Linked DNA regions of Mus musculus: region 1 is linked to region 2. A link is a contact called in public HiChIP or PLAC-seq data. All regions are on one chromosome and are shown on one strand. The core of a region is the stretch at or near the end of the contact, and the rest is flanking DNA. Distances in the headings are between cores, read along the strand shown.

What was found. HiChIP or PLAC-seq counts read pairs in DNA pulled down with a chosen protein or histone mark.
Region 1: a contact with region 2 is called in an H3K4me3 HiChIP or PLAC-seq map of the SCID.adh cell line, with 13 read pairs. The contact joins the enhancer-like site here to the promoter of Gtf2b in region 2. A contact is called at or near these places in 8 of 39 promoter capture datasets (the C10 cell line, the HPC-7 cell line, cranial neural crest and 5 more), 2 of 484 Hi-C or Micro-C datasets (the G1E-ER4 cell line and cortical neurons), 4 of 115 datasets of contacts at active chromatin or transcription factors (the SCID.adh cell line, embryonic stem cells and memory CD8 T cells) and 4 of 9 other capture datasets (adipose tissue, embryonic stem cells, liver and 1 more).

Annotation. Positions count from the first base shown.
Region 1 is chr3:142,854,888-142,859,301 of GRCm38.p6, forward strand. All of the region lies in intron 1 of Pkn2 (protein kinase N2), which reads right to left. Among named protein-coding and RNA genes, the nearest start is that of Pkn2, 25 kb to the right of the region's middle. Within about 2 kb of position 1,849, at least 21 of the 459 cell types and tissues checked have an H3K27ac peak or open chromatin away from gene starts, as enhancers often do. A contact at or near this core is called in the G1E-ER4 cell line, the SCID.adh cell line and adipose tissue, where this site is marked.
Region 2 is chr3:142,763,453-142,768,062 of GRCm38.p6, forward strand. It overlaps Gtf2b (general transcription factor IIB), which reads left to right and starts at 1,795. Exons shown (of 7, transcript NM_145546.1): 1 at 1,795-1,836. The coding sequence starts at 1,820.

The sequences.
Region 1 (4,414 bases), core at 599-3,098, 91 kb after region 2:
ATAATAAAAATATGTAGCATCTAAAGTTGGGGGAAAGATGGGCTAATGGTAGCATCTTATATAAAAGATGAAGGAACTGACTTCTATTAATTTGTTTCTAACATTCTTAAATATCTCCTTGACATTCTGACAGACAAAACATGCTATCAAAAACAAACAAAAAGCAAAACAGAAAACCTTAACACGCATGTCTATATAATATCTATTCTATACTCCATGCATCTCACCTAAGCTAATTCCTGAAATATGCATATTGGCTTTAAGTTTCTTATTTTTATCTAAGTGTATTTAGGATGATCTTCGTCCCGGTCTAAAATACTGTTGAAGTTTTTCAGTATTCATTCATTCACTCATTTGTCTGTTCACTCATTCAATCATTAATTCACTCACATAATGAGTGCTGGTAATAAAACTCAAGGTGCTTCACATGCTAGCCAAGCTCTCTACCGCTTCCCCACTTCTCCAGTTCCGTCAACAACTATCATCCAATGTGAGTCTCGTCATTTTATCTTTCAATTCACCTTAGGTTAGGTATTGAAATCACCAAAATATGACAACTGCCAACAAATAAGAAATTCCTACTGTAGAGTCTTATGTAAAGTAGAATGAGGCAAAAAATACTTTAGACAAAAAAAGACTTGAATCCCACTCCATTAGGTATTTTTATTTCAGTTCTTTTAAGCTCACTAGATAATATCGCAGAAATTCCTTTTTAACTTTTTGTTCTTAAATTAACATTATGCAATAAGTCACAAGTCCCTTAAAATTTCTTGGTTCGTGGTATCCTTATCATTTCAGTAATGTTTTTTTCCTCTTTGCAGGCAAAAAAAAAAACAAAAAACAAAAACAAAAACAACCACCCAATAGTTCTATTTAGTAAATTCTAAGGCCCAATTATCCTAATATTTGTGTTTTAACAACTTAGTCATGGTATACAGTAACAATATAAATTGAAACAAAAATTTAACATTTATATAACAATTTTAAAAGCTGTTAAAGATTAAAAACACCTCACATATTTGATTTTGATTCTTTGAAGACCCTTGCTTATTATTACACTTCAACTCTTATTTCTTTTCAAATTATTCTCCAAACTCCAACATTAACAAGCTATGGGAAATTCCTCTGAGAGACCATTTCTCTTGGCTCCATCACCACGCACGTTATACCTTTGGGATATACCACCTCTCTGCCTCCAACTATTTCTTCCAAGTTCCTTATTGGCCTGGGTAACTTTTTGTTTCAAAGTTCATGACAAAGAAAGAATTTCCTGCCAATGTTCTCCCCTGGGAGTTAAATGACTCTCCTATGTGTTGTACTAGGGATCTTGTTTAAATAATTATCCCTTTTGTTATCTGATCACTCCAAAGACTAAGAGAGGTTTGAGGGCAGAGCTTTTTTTTTTCCAGATAAAACTTTTTTTTTTTTAAAAGAGAAAGTAAAAAAGATGTCACTTAATCTGCAAGTGTGCACGCACACACACATTCTCTCCATTCTCTTTCTCTCTCTTCTCTCTTCTCTCTCCCTCCAAAGAATGCATGCTTCTGTCTTTCTGACAAAAGTATACTCCCGAAGTTCAGAGGGAACCTAGGATTCCAGCACTGGAAAGTCAGGTATGAGCTGTGACTGATAGCAGGTTGGCTCTCTCTGCTTTCCATAGAGCTGACTTTTTAGTTACCATAGTTTTATTCCCACTCACACACGCTTGCATTTCCAATAACCAAAATGAGGTGTTTAATCAGCTAAACTGTGATACTATCCCCAAAACATCAATCATAATGCCAGGCACCATTACTAGGCAATAATACTCTTAATCTGAATAAACTAAATTAGCTACCAAAAAATGTAGATAAGCAGTAGAAAATCCTTAGTGTAACTTCTGCCTTAGTATTTTCTGTTCAGGGAGAACTGACTGACTGTACCTACCTTAATTACCAGCTTCATGTTTTTATTCACTAGTTCAGAACTATTTTTAACTCCATAAATGTCATGCTGCCTCACAAAGTTGATACTTGTTTCATGTTTCTGCAGAAAGTACAGTGTAGTATGCCTATTATCCCAGGACCTGGGACGCAAAGACAGAAAAACTGAGACTAACTGGCCTGGCAGCAGTTCAAGGCCTGCCTGAGCTACATGGTGAGACCTTATCTGGAAAAACAAAGTGGCAAGGAGTTGTCTGGCTCGTTCTAGATCCTGGATTTGATTCCTACCACCACACTGTAAATAACAAAACCAAAGTTGGATCCAATTCCTAATTGCAAAGCCCCTTTTTATATTCATTAATATGCTCTGAAAGTATGACAGGACGAGAAAAACAAGGAGTCCATGAGCTAATTGTAAAGATTCCGCTAAAGTCTCAGCTGTGCAGCTCATCCACCATCACTGAGTGCACATAAAGAAGACCCATACTTCCCACCTTATCACTGGAAATGCATGTTTAGCCATTTCCTGCTAGTCAAAATCATCTAAATCTTGCTGCTTACATACATTCTAATTTTATTTTGCTTTGCTAAGACTCAAGTGTTAAAAAAAAAAAAACAAACAAAAACAAAACCAAAAAAAAAAACCAAAGAACAAAAAAAACTACTAATCTAAGTCAACATATACCAACTGATTGACCAAAATTGTTTTAATAAGGTTTTCATTATCAATCTCACTGACTAATATTGAAGCTGAAATGATGTAGTTTAAGTAAAGAGGTTTTAATTGGTAGAATAAAAACAACTAAATGAATAATAGACAAAGTAAAAGTTACAAGGATGTCAAAGGAAGCAAAATTCCTCACACAGAAATAAAAGTGTACCTGAATTATTTTCATTAAAGAAAATTGCTGCTGACAAAAAAGACTACACCTTTTTGCCCATGTGACAAAGATGATTACACCATTTTTTTGTCCATTGGACAAAGATTTTTAAAAATTATACTGCTGACTATACACAGCTCTAAGACTAATAGCCTTAATAGAAAGTTACTAATATAAGTAGAAACCTACAATTTCTTTTGATGTAGTAATTCTAATCGTAGAAATATGACAAAAGAAAATAAATAGTAATTATTGCTAGCTAAAAACACCACAACTATAAAAGAATTTATCTTTATCAGTAAAAAACAATCAGGATGCTACTTAAGTGTCATTACAAAAGCTTACAGAATAAACACATTTCTCTTATTTATGGCTTTCATTAACCAACTCACAACAGTATATCTGACTTGGCATATTGCTAAGTATACATAGCTTTATTTCAAATGTTATGTTTAATATAAGAAGAGAAAAAGATATTGAAATAGTCACAACTATCTCTGGATCAAAGTATTAACAGGTATTTTTAGTCTGTTCATCCAAATTGTATATATTCTCTCTGCCTTGGAAATAATTTTTTCTATTCTTCTAGCCTGCCTAATAAGAATATTATTTAGAAGGAACCAAAAGTTACACCTCCTACACTGTCTACCCTTGGCCTCAATCCCCTTCCTCTTCTAAATAGTCCCTCCTCTTGTTTCATGTCTTATATGTTTGGTGTGTATGTGTGCATGTGTGCTTATTTTATCTAGATTTGGTATTATGAGAGAAAATACGAGATTTGTCTTTTTGAAATGTGGCTTATTTCACTTAACATGAGAAAGTAAAATAACACTCTTCTATCCACTTTCTTGCAAATAACATAATTTAATTCTTCTTTGCAGCTTGAGTAAAACTCTACTATGTATATATTCTGCATTTTCTTTGTCCATTTATCTACTTACAAACATCTATGCTGACTATACATTGACTTTTGTGAAGACGTCTTTACGATGCCCAAATTCTCTGCTATATGTCGACCTAAGTCCTTCGGCTATATGTACTCAGAGAGGCACATCATCATATGGCTATTCTACTTTCAATATTCATATTGATTGGCACAGCAAATGCATTAATTTACATCCCTCCACACAAATAATTTATGATGGTTTCTTTTCTCCAGCATTATAAATACTAATTTGACTATAGGAAAACACACATGAGGACCTCTTCTAACAATTTAATTCTTTAGCTATTACTATGATTAAATGAAAATTCAGGGAAGAATTTGGCAACAAAAATGATAGAGCTGTGTTAAGAAAAATGCAGGGAAGCCATGTTGAAGGGACAGTACACTAATACAAATGGCACTGAGTTACCCTCCTTCCTTTCATTCTGTCTCTGGGGTAGCCTTTGACTTGCTCTTTCTAAAGCTATGCGGTAAAAGCAACAGCAATATGACATTCAGGGAAATTTCAAGGTTGGCCTTAAGAAGACTCAAAGCTATTTATCATCAAAATTGTGATTATTAAATGTTACAAAAATCCTAGGCTCTTCTGCTAGCAAGAGCAGGGAGCCCTGGAAAGTGAGAGGTGCCACATGGACAGAGTTCACTTAAAAAAGAACAAAGTACCC
Region 2 (4,610 bases), core at 545-3,044:
AAGGTTAATAGGAAATAGGGGTTGTGGACATGCTTAGAAATGGTTCTTTGGAGCTATTCAAATCTCTGTTGTCAGCAGTCTGGTCTACTAGCAAACTACCAAATCAGCAACAGCAGTCCAGTACACCAGTCCAGTATACATGGCAAACATAAATCCATAGCAGCCGCTAGGTCCAGAGGAAACCATGAGGTTCGACCTATCAGCACAAGTCCACAGAAGCAGGAAGAAGCCGCTGGAACACCACCATAAGTTCTTTGGTGCATTTTTCACTATGAAGTCACAACAAGCTAAGATCAGCGAATCAAGCAAGGCGAACCAATTGCAGGAGCACTGTCCGCCGTCTGTTGGGTTATACTTATGCTCTTTCCAAACATATGTCCCCTCAAGCATCCGCCGTAGCAAAACATCACACGCCCTTTCACTAGGCAGTTTTCAGAAAAACACCCTGCGCCTGTTCTCGGCAAAACACCGTTACATAAGACAGTTTCCAGAAAAACATCACATGATACAACTGAGTCCCTAACAAAACCAGAAATTCCCACTTCAACAAATGTCTGCTTAATGGCATTTGATTTCCATTAACAAATAAAATGCTTACTGAGTTTTCATCTCAGTGGAAGACACCCAACTTGCAGTTACCTTAATTCAGACTTTGTTGGGAATGGTTTATTTACAAGAAAGTAGCACTGTTGCCTTAAGGTAAGAGGACGGGAGCTGAGACAAGGTCTTGTTCTGCAGGTCAGGCTGGCTTGGGATTCATGACCTCCCACCTCTGCACCCTAACTTCTAGAATTACAAGGGTGACCCCCAAGACCTGCCTTGTGAGGCCCTTGTATAGACGTTAGCTGTTTTATTACATTTCCTATACTCGGTTTTCAGTCAAATATTCGATGATGATTGGGGAACAACAACAACATGGGTCATAGCAGGGCTGTCTCTTGCAATTCTAGAAGGGTTTGTGAGCCAGATACCCTCCATGCCTACACTGTTGAGATAAAGGACATGTAGGAACTTTGAATCATGTTGGCCAATGACAGAGCTTGAATTGATACCTACTCCTGAAGACAACAACTAATTTCTCTTTTTATTCCAAATTCTTTAGTCAGGGCAAATGAGACATTCAATCAGATAGGGAAAACTGACTTGAAAATAAAGGAAAGGAATTTGGTGCGAGCGCTTTGCCCCTTTCAACCAACCTGGTTTCCTTGTGTGTTGGTTATTTTGTGTGTTTGTTTATTTAAAGGTGTTTTTTGTTTGAGACGAGGTCTAACTCCAGATCCTCCTACCTTCTTGGTGCAGGAATACTTGAGAGTATCACCCGAGGAGGCAACTCCCATTTTAATTTCCTCTGTTTGAGAGCTAGCTCAGGCGCAGCACATTCTGAGTCTTCTTGGGTTGATTTTTTGTTTTGATTTGTTTGAGACTGTGTGTGTCTGTGTCTGTCTGTCTGTCTGTCTCTCTCTCTTTATCTCTCTCTCCCTCCTCCTGGCTGTTCTGGAGCACCCTGTGTGGATCAGGTTCCTCTAAACTCACAGAGATCCTCCAGCCTCTGCCTCCGGAGATCAAAGGGGTGTGCTATCCCGCCAGGCTTTGAAGATTTTGCCAATCAACCAGCAGCCGGGAGCCACGCAGCAGCAGCGGAGACAACCAGGAAGTACACAGCCCGCGTCGTCAAGGACCGAGCGCTTTTTAGCCCTCCTCCCGACCCGTAGCCGCGCGGAGTGCGCGCGAGCGACTCGCGCATAAAAGCCCGGCTCGGGGCGTCTAGGAGCCAGTGCTGCTTCCTGCTTCGGACGGAGCTGTTGGCGGAGCCGCGAAGATGGCGTCGACCAGCCGGTGAGTGCAACGGCCTCGGAGCGAGTGGAGCAGGGCATCGCGGGGCCCAGGTTCCTCCAGAAGGCCGCCGCGGGTGTCCCTTACCCACCTGAGTCATCGCCGCCCGGGTTTGACCCTGCGGATCCGCACGGCCCCGGCCTCCGTCTCCGGACCCTTCAACCGTCTTTGTGTCATGTTGATGTTTTCTGTGTATTTTCTCCCTTACGGCCCATCCAGCCGGAGGGGGCTGAAACCCCGTTTCCGAAGAGCTGGAAAAGCGACGTTCCAGGTCCCTATCGATCTGACAACCGCAAAGTTGAGAAACGTCAGCATTGGTTGTCTGGTGGCAAAGGGTCGCTAGCCCAATGGCCCCCCCAGAAGTGGAAACGAAAGCACATACGGAGACTTGATTCATTCTCCTAAAAGACCCCCTGTCCCCACCCCGAAAAGTATCATTGCGTACTCTGAAGGAGATGCTGTCTGCAGAAAATTAATTACATATGCTGGAAGTCATTTTAAATGTATTTTTAAAACGTAGTTTGCTTAATATCTACAGGAAATGCGTGTTGTGACCGCAGAGACAGCCTTTAATCTTGTGACCTCCAAAATGCTTTGCAGACCCTAATTATATCTCTTGTAACCACTATGAGGTAGATATTAGTATACTGGCATATGTGTAAACTGAGTCATGCCAGCGTGTTGACCTTTCGCGGGCCACTATACCTATTCTGATTATCCGTCCACTGGTCTCCAGTTAACACAGAATGTACAGAAAGTATCAAATTAAGTTCTGTTCTTTTGGCACTTTTTTTTTTTTTTCGGAGGTGGTTACTATGTGTGGAATTGGTAAACGTCACCGGGGGAAGCCATTATTTACAGAAACTTGGCCTTTCTGGGAACCTCCAAGTCTGCTGTTTATTATAAAAAGTGGGAGGTGGGCATAGGAAGCCTCGTGAACTTCTTGCGTGGAAGCAATGGGCAATCTTGTTTACTGATTTTATGATTTAATTAGATTAATTATGATTTAATCATTCCATCTGGGTGTGGTTTTGTCACGTAAGGCTTCCTTGTAGCGACATAGGAACCTTCAGCTTCCCCAAATACTATTGAAATTTCCCATGGGTGATGTGTTCATATGTAGGCACAGCTTACCATCTTAGGGAAAAGGAACTCCTGTATTCTTGAAACACAAGTTGTAGTGTTTAAATAGTACACATAGTAAAATCACTGGTTACAGTTTTTAAACTTTTCTTCACTTAAAAAAATCCCTTGAAATTAATTTCTTTTCTGGACAGCTAGTGTTTGATTTTGAGTTAGTGGTCTCGAATCTTCTGTCTCCACCTTGAAAACTGTGGGGTTGTAGATCTGCCCGGCCCTCATCCAGCTCTTAAGTCTGTGTCATTCCTGTTGCTATCAAGTTTTGCCAGCAGTGTGAATAGAGAGAAGTTGCCTGAGAGTTTGTCATACCTTGAGGGCGGCATGTAGGCACTAAGCATTGGCACTGGTTGGTGTTCTCGAAGAGAACATGTCCAGATTGATGCCCACTCTTTATTCCGACGTCAGTAAATAACTTTTTGGCTGCGATCTGTAAAATGAAGATTGTGCCTATCTTTTAGGATGTTGTGCACATTGAGCATTCAAAATGTTTATGGGCGGGGGAGGGGGCTCCATGGTTAGGAACACTGGGTGCTTTTCCAGCACCCACATGGCAACTCATGAACTCCTAACTCAATTCCAGGGCATCTCTTCTGTCTCTGTAGGCACTAAGACATACATGCAGACAAAATGTTCATATTTAAATAATTTGGATAAATAAATAAATAATGTTTAAGGCGGTATCATTTAAATACTCTGCAAAGTTTTTCATGTTTCCCTCTTTTAAATGTTAGGGATTGAAACCAGGACTTATATATACTAGGCACGCATCTTCCACTAAGCTCCATTCTCAGCCTCTTTACCTACTTTTGTCTTTGAGGCTGTAGTGTCAGCTGCCTTGGAACTCCTATGTACAGTTATCTGCTGACAGTGATTCCCAGCCCCTCGGCCTACTATTCCATCCATCCATCCATCCATCCATCCATCCATCCATCCATCTGTTGAGACAGCCTCACTCTAGTCGATGTATAGTTCCTAGGGTAGCTTTGACTAGGTAGCATGCCTAGCTATTTCTGCTTCCTGAATACTGACATGTCCCATCACAGCTGGCTTGATAGACTTGTTAGTAGTGCCAAACTATGTTAATCCTTAACATACTGTTAGGTTAATTTCCTGCTTTGTTTATTGAGAGCCACTCTTATTTTGCTAACATTTTACTTTATTTCTGCAGCTTTTTGATTTTTATGAAATACTTTATTTTTTTAAGATTTATTTTTTTCTAACAAGTTTGCAGAACAAGTATAAAGCAGTTCCTGTCCTCTCTCATTTTTCCAATTAGAAGACTCCAGGATATGTTTTAATGAAGTAAATAAATCTGTGATTATTTAGTGAATTTTTTAAAAATCAGTTTTCCATGTGACTTAGTTGTTGGTAGTTAGGGAGAGAGACCTGTGGTGAAGGGCACTTGTTGCTTCTGCAGAAGACCTGCACCCACATGGTAACTAGTTCCAAAGTATCCCTGGGAACTAACCATTCAGGCAGTACACCTGCACACGCGCAGGGAAAACACCTATAAGACAAAAATAAATATATCCTTAAAAATAAGTCAATAAAACACAATGTGGTTGTTAAAACATTTTGAATCGTACTAGCTAGCAGGAGAAACTTGATCCAAAACCACAGAAGCATAGTTAACTATA